Linked DNA regions of Mus musculus: region 1 is linked to region 2. Evidence: chromatin contacts called from public promoter capture Hi-C data. All regions are on one chromosome and are shown on one strand. Each heading gives the region's core, a stretch centred on a gene start, on an enhancer-like site or on the middle of the called end of the contact. The rest is flanking DNA. Distances are from core to core; before and after follow the strand shown. Region 1 overlaps Antxr1 (anthrax toxin receptor 1). Region 2 overlaps Anxa4 (annexin A4).

Region 1 (3,793 bases), core at 298-2,797, 510 kb after region 2:
CACTCCCAGGAAGTCCCCCAGAGCATGTTCTTTGACATCTTATTTGTTGTAAGGGAACAATCTGATTTTGAGTCACCTGGGGCTTGAAGCGGGTGGATCCAGAGGAGGACAGCTGCCCATTGGCTGTCTGAGTCTTTCTCCAAAACAGAAACCTGCCAATTTTCTTTCACTTTGTCTCCCCTGCTGCTCTCTAGATGTAGAGTAATCCCTGCCACTGAGTCCAGGTGACCAGAGCAGGGAAGAAACCTGTGCCTACCCACAACTCAGATCGGCTGCTATCCATCCGTCATGGGCACACTAGGAAAGTACACTTGTTTTTAATAGGCTGTTACTTTCAGGTTATAAAGATTTCATGGGTAAAGACTGGCTCTATTCTTACCCTCTTTTGTATTCTCAAAGACTAACCTGGCACATAGTAGGCACTAAACATTTGTTAGATTTTAAAAAAGAAAGGATCCAAGGAATACTTTCTGTGTGCCCTTAATCCAGCCACCTATTCATGGGCTCTCTTTTCCATATTTGTATAATCCCTGGACCTTCTAACTACAAGGCCAACTAACCTGGGCCATGAAACTGGCTCATTAATGTTTCCTAGAACATCTTATGAGCTCCAATGATTTAGTCTGTAATTTTTAAACTAAATATCAACAAAGCCAGACACCCTTCCTAATTAAATTCTACTGCACACTATAGACCAATGATCGCACATCTGTCAGCAGCAGAAAAGGGCCACGGTCCATGTCAGACCTGAATATTTTACATGCATCTTCCTGGGACTCAGTGATTTTATGTGCTCTGATACAATCTACCAAATAAGCAAGCATAAGCTTAAGACATGTGGAAGTTTGGAGCCATATCTCCAGCCTGGATGTCATTCTTTGTAACAAGGACACTCTGCTTTCCCACTGAATCATGTTCCCACCATGTTTTCAGCGGGGGAGCTCAGATGGCTGTGGCCACTGGATCCCAGTGTGCTCAGCAGGCAGAACCTGTTCGACTGCCCCCTCCCCCCATTGAAGCACCCCACTAGTACAACAAGCTTACTTCTCAGAAAGCATTTTCCTATGAAATCGTGGCTGCTCTTTCCTAGAGAGAGGAGAGAGCTGTGGAGGCCAGGATGGGAGCTGTGACTTGCTGAGGCAGCTCCTGCAGCCTCTGCGGCTTTGGACATCTGTATGACCTGGGGCTTTTGAAAGCAGAATGAGAACAATACCAGGAGAGATGCCTGGTCCCAAAGTCCGCAAAGCCTCAGTGTCATTAATGATGGCAGAGGCAAGTGATCTCTTAGAGAAGACTCTCTGCTCTACTCCAGTAACTACAGTTTGATTCTATTTTTATTTAGTCTTCCAGCCTGCCAGTATGAACAGAGCTGAGAATGTCATCTCTTGTCTTTTATAGCTGCAAGATTGGAAGAGAGGGTAGGGGATCGAGAATACTCTCTGCTCAGCCACAAAATGCCCATCTGTTGTTCAGTGTGGGTCTTCCATGGGTCATGAATGCTGCACAGTCAACTGGGCAGCTTTGTAATGGGTAAATATGTAAGACACGGTGCCAGAAACAGGACAGATGGGCAGCCTCTGGGGTTGCACAACTTAGCATCTGTGGAGGGAGAGAGCTGGCTATGGTAAGGAAGACATCCAAGAGAGGTTCCCAGAATGGCTGCCACTGGAGTTCTGGGAGGGGAGAGCTCATGCTACAAGGGGCGGTAGGAGCTGGATGGGGCCCCAGAAGGGAAGCCATTCTGAAGATGAGCAATGAGCTGGCTTAAGGAAAGGGCTACTGTTGCCGAGACGCTCGCTCACTCGCATGCTGGAAGGAGGTTTTGGCTCCGTTAAAGCGGGGCTGTGAGGTGGGCTCTGACTGAGAGAAACCTTCAGCAGTTCCCATATGGAGGCTTGCAAGAGTGGGTAAGAGTCAAGCCTGGAAGTCAGACACTGCTCTTTGTCTGAGTGTGCTAGGGTCCAGGCTAGATTTGGGAGTTACACCTCTTCTGCCTTCTTACAAACAGAAGGGAGAAACCAACACAGGAAAAAAAATCAATTCAAATGTATTCGTGGGGCAGATAGGTCCCCAGTTTGCTGATCCTACAGATTTCCTAAAAGAGGTCCTGCCAGTGTTTGCTCAACACTCATGTCTTGTTGATCAAACACACAGAGGCTGTGTGTGCTGACTCATGCTCCAATTAACAGGAAGCCAGGCCTCCTCTTAAGCATCTACTGGAGAAGGCGAACCCTTTGTGGAGCAGATGGCAGGGAGCCAATAGCTGGCCTCCCCTTCCCATAACCTGCTTCGGCTTCCAGACACTGCCCTCAACTGCAGTAAGTAGGGACAGCTGGGGACAAGGGTCAAGAATCAAAGCTGCCAACCTATTTCAGTTCTCTGGCTTTAGCTTTCATGGGTTTTCTGGCCCCACTGCCCCGAGCACTTTGCAAAAGGCAAAGCAGGCCCAGGAGCATGGTGGGATCATTGTGTGGAGGTTTCACTGGAGAGTTGGTGGTAAATTCTAGCGGTGGTCAGAGGAAATTCCCAATGAACCACAACGAGAGAAGGCATAAGAGTGGGCACTTTCTTTAAAATGTTTTCCCATATTCTGCAGTAACAGGTGGGGATGCTGCAAGGGTCCTGAGAGGGTGGGCGAGCCCGGCCTAGGTGTGAGTGAGGCTTTCTTTTCTGCCTGCCTGGCCTCCTCTGCCATTCAGGATGTGAGGGTTGTTTTATCATCTTGAGACTTTTAAACACATGGAAAAGAAGCAATAGCTTACTTACATCTTCAGCCACACTATCCGACTATGCCTGACCTTGGCACAGAGCCTTGGCTGGCTAAAACTCGGATGGAAGAAATAATAGCTTAGGAGGAATGTCTGCCCAAAGGACCATGAAGTCTGAGTCTAATTGACAAATTGTCCCCTTGTCATGAGCCACTGAACACCAGCTATCCTGTGGAAACGCTTCTGACCGAGTGGTAAGAGGCAAAGGACTCCCCACCCAGCCAGTGCACCAAGCATTGGATCCAAGCATTGGATTCTGTCGCCTTTGCTGTAACCATGTGAACTGCGTAGAGACTTCTGAATTTGGACCTCAGAGTCTCCCTCTGTTTCAGGCTTACACTGCTCAGCAGAGCTCTGGGATCAGTCTCCTGAGCAGACACGACAGCATCGCCTGAATCTCACTTGCTGCCCTGTATGGTCCTGGCCAGTTTTCCAAACCTTTCCAACCACACAACGTCTAATTTATCGAATGGTTCTGGTGAGGGTTTGATGGCATGCTCAGCCCAGTGACTGCACAGAGTGGCTTTTATTTTTATTTCCTCAAAAACACACAGAGAGGAAGAACTGTGGGCTCCCCTCTCCTAGCACTCTGGGCATCGGCTTCCTCACCAGCGAATGGCAACAAAATATATACTATGTGGCGGTGATGGGGTTTTAAAGTGGAGTAATATTGAATAGGCCAAAGGGACATTTGTTAAAGAAAGTTTGCTCCAACTGCTCGCTTTCTGGCCTCTTTGTCCTCAGAAGAACACAACAGTCTTTGTAACTCTGGCAGGTAAGTACTTCTTTTAAGTACTGGGAGGCTTAAGGGATGTTGAAATGGTCAAAACGGGCATGGGGGCAGGAAGCAGAGGACCCAGGGAGATTGCTCCCTGGGCAAGGAGCTCCCAAGCATACAGTGTCTACGCTCTCCTTCTACCTCCCCAGATGGAAAATGTGGGTTTCTACCAACACTGCTGATCTCTAGTTCCCTGGCCGTCACCGAAAGTGTCAGGTATGCCAGTTTATCCAACCTGCCTGCAATC
Region 2 (3,459 bases), core at 928-3,427:
AATTCCAGCATTGAAAGTTTCTGGATGGTTCTCAGACACCGAGTTCAAGTTTAAAGTGCATTGCTGATGCCACTGTTGTAAGATGAAGATTAATGTCTGACGAAGAATCGATAGAGGTGTTTGCAAGGGTGGGTCCATTTACCTAGCAACATCCTACACAACTTTTTCTTGTTCTGGGGGAAAAGTTGGAGTTTCTTTTCCCCTTGTGAGTCTTTTTTTTTTTTTCTTTTTTTTTTTTTTAGATGAAGTACTTTTTTTAAAAAAAAAAGATTTATTTATTATTATATCTAAGTACACTGTAGCTGTCTTCAGATGTACCAGAAGAGAGTGTCAGATCTCATTATGGATGGTTGTGAGCCACCATGTGGTTGCAGGGATTTGAGCTCAGAACCTTTGGAAGAGCAGTCCGTGCTCTTAACCACTGAGCCATCTCTCCAGCCCTCCCCTTGTGAGTCTTATGAGTGTCTGTATTGATTAAATTCTAGGGCACAATGCACAATTATCTTTTCAAGGATGATGGGGAGGGGAAGTGCCCATTCATACCAGGAAAACTTGTGGCAGCAAAGCAAACATCACTGTGCTGGCTATTTTTATATCAACCTGATACAAGCTAGAGTCATCAGAGAGGAGGGAGCCTCAATTGAAGAAATGCCTCCATAAGATCAGGCTTCAAGGCATGTTCTTAATTAATTCTTGATGGAGGAGGGCCCAGCCCATTGTGAATGATGCCATCCCTGGGCTGTGGTTCTGGGTTCTATAAAATAGCAAGCTTTGCAAACCATGAGGAGCAAGCCAGTAAGCAGCACTCCTCCATGGCCTCTGCATCAGCTCCTGCCTCCAGGTTCCTGCCCTGTGTGAGTTCCTGCACTCATTGCTTTTGATGATGACCGGTTCTACAGAACAGTGTGTGAAATAAACCCTTTCCTCCCCAAGTTGCTTTAGTCACGGTGTGGTATCACAGCAATAGCAACCCTAACTAAGACAATCACACCGAAAGGAACCAGTGAACAGAAGGAGTAGGCCAGGCTACAACTGAGGAAACATTATTGCCGTTACAGTAACAGGGAAGATGGGGAGATGAGAAGGGTCAGCGTATAAGGCGACAAGTAGTGCTGGACAGTGAAGAGCAGGCAGGTGCAGCCACACAGATGTCCTGACGAGCAGTGCTCAGAGGCAGAGGTCAGGGTCCACATTCGGACTCAGAACCTCTGAGCCCGGAGAGCAGATGGACCAGTCTAAGGCAGCCCAGAGGAGCATCTACCTTAGGGCTGAACTTCCCAGAACTCTCAAAGGGATCCAAGCTGAGTCAAAGAGATCACTAAGACCACAAAGTTCAAGAAAACCCAACCACAGCTGTAAATGAGGCAGATGGCAAGTGGGGACCTCCTTAGGGATGGCTCAAGATGGCTCAGTGAGTTCTAGGGTTCTTGCCATCTAAGCATGATGACCAGGGTTTGATCTCTGGGACTCATGTGAAGACAAAAGAGAACTAATTCCACAACATTGTCATCTAACCTCCACACAAATGGCATGTGTTCCCTGCCACAAAATAAAAAGAAAACATCCATCAGTGAGCAGAAGATGTGAGGGCTGTCCCAAGGAGTTTGCCTAAATGTTCTACAATGGAAAGTTATGCTTTGCAGAGAGAAAACCATTACTTAAAAAAAAAAAAAAAGGAAAAGCCAGGTTAGGTGGTGCAAGCCTTTAATCCTAGAACTTGGGAGGCAGATGCAGGCAGAGCTCTGTGAGTTTGAAATGAGCATAGTTTATCTACATAGTGAGTTCCAGGACAGACAGGGCTTTGTAGAGATCCTGTCAGAGAAAGTGGAGTACAGAGAAAGAGATAGAAACAGACAGACAGATATACAATACACAAAGGCTGCCTTATCATGTCCTCCTGCCCACTACTGAGCAAACAGAGTTTTGTTTAAGCCACCTAAGTACACATCCTGTGCCTGCCTGTGACTGGCACCAGGTGGGGCGAGGCACTCACCATGCTGTAGCTCACGTTCAGAGTTCAGTCACACCTGCAGAAGTTCCTGTGGGGAAAAAAAGCAGAAGAGAAATTACTGTGACCGGGGATGGGGTATTCATCGTTAGTCAGGGTGCCGTGTGTGCCATGGGTCAAGAGGAAGCACACTTGATTTCATCAAAAGGTCACCTGTGGAGGAGCCAGAGCTCCAGGACCAGGTTAATCATTAAAGGATTTGAGCGGTTGAGTTTATTATGCCAACTATGTGCTTCCTGGTTGCTTCTGTTTGGAGACACACACTATAGCTGTTCTGTTGCCTTGTTGGGTTGAAGTATTCCTGACTCTCAGGACACAGAGGTTCTGAGTTAAACACTACTGCAGGTCAGAACAGGGCAAGAAGAGATGAGCCACCCGAATCAGAAAACTAGGGTACTTAAGGTGGCCCCAGATTCGTGCACATGTGCCAATGTGTGTATGGATGTGTGCATTGATGTGTGCATACACCTGTGTGTGTATCCATACCGGTGTGCATTGTGTACCTGCATCTGTGTACATGCATGTGTCTGCATGTAGGTCTGCATACATATGTGCAGATATCTGTCTGTGTGTGTCTTTTTTTTTTTTTAAGCCAGAAACCAAAAGCTCCATGAAGTGTTTATTTAAAAGTGAGTGTGCTTTTATACATTGTTTAAAGTACATTTTATACATTGTTTTATACCTTATTATGGAATATTTTTTAACAATTGTTAAGCCCCATCAGCTAGGATAACATATAAAATGTACGATAAATTGCAATAGTACTGTGTGTGTCTTGACAGCCCACCCAGCATTGGACAGTATTCATTCCTCAGATGCTCTTTTGTCCCTGCAACGTGACAGGAGTGGAGGAACTTCCCATTATTGATCCCTCACAAATTCACACATGTCCTCGGTTTCCATTGCCTCCTTCATCAGAAAAGCTTGAGTGCAAATATCTGATCTGGACATGGCATCTCAACATTCAGAGTCATCCTAGAACCAGTGGTTAGAATATTTGGGAACTTGTTACAAATGCAGAATCAGCTGGGTGGAACATGCTTGTAATCTCAGAAGGCTGAGGCAGGAGAATTGTGAGCTCAAGACCAGCCTGGGTTGCCTAGGATCCAATCATTAAAAAAAAATTCAAATAACAGCTTCTCTCAACAAAACTAAACATTATCCCTGTCTCACTAAAGCAAGGCTCTGGAGAGATAGCTCGGTGGTTACAAGTGTCTCCTGCTTTTGCAGAGGACCCAAGTTCAGCTCTCAGCACCCATGTTGGGTGGCTCATAACCATCTGTAACTCCAGTTACAGAATTGATACTCTTCTCTGGCCTGCAAGGCACCCACACACTGATGGTACACACACACACACACACACACACACACACACACACACACACAAATGAAATGAAGATGAAAGTAATATTTTATTAACTAGGGCTGGTGGACCTATGACTTAAGTTATT

The links. Capture Hi-C pulls out chosen DNA fragments and counts their contacts.
Region 1: a promoter capture Hi-C map of liver shows a contact between it and region 2. The contact joins two enhancer-like sites. A contact is called at or near these places in 1 of 115 datasets of contacts at active chromatin or transcription factors (pancreatic cancer cells) and 1 of 9 other capture datasets (liver).

What each region holds. Positions count from the first base shown.
Region 1 is chr6:87,275,509-87,279,301 of GRCm38.p6, forward strand. All of the region lies in intron 8 of Antxr1 (anthrax toxin receptor 1), which reads right to left. Among named protein-coding and RNA genes, the nearest start is that of Gm34170, 5.4 kb to the right of the region's middle. Within about 2 kb of position 1,548, at least 107 of the 459 cell types and tissues checked have an H3K27ac peak or open chromatin away from gene starts, as enhancers often do. A contact at or near this core is called in liver and pancreatic cancer cells, where this site is marked.
Region 2 is chr6:86,763,769-86,767,227 of GRCm38.p6, forward strand. It overlaps Anxa4 (annexin A4), which reads right to left. Exons shown (of 13, transcript NM_013471.2): 2 at 1,994-2,039. The coding sequence starts at 1,996. Among named protein-coding and RNA genes, the nearest start is that of Anxa4, 28 kb to the right of the region's middle. Within about 2 kb of position 2,178, at least 43 of the 459 cell types and tissues checked have an H3K27ac peak or open chromatin away from gene starts, as enhancers often do. A contact at or near this core is called in liver and pancreatic cancer cells, where this site is marked.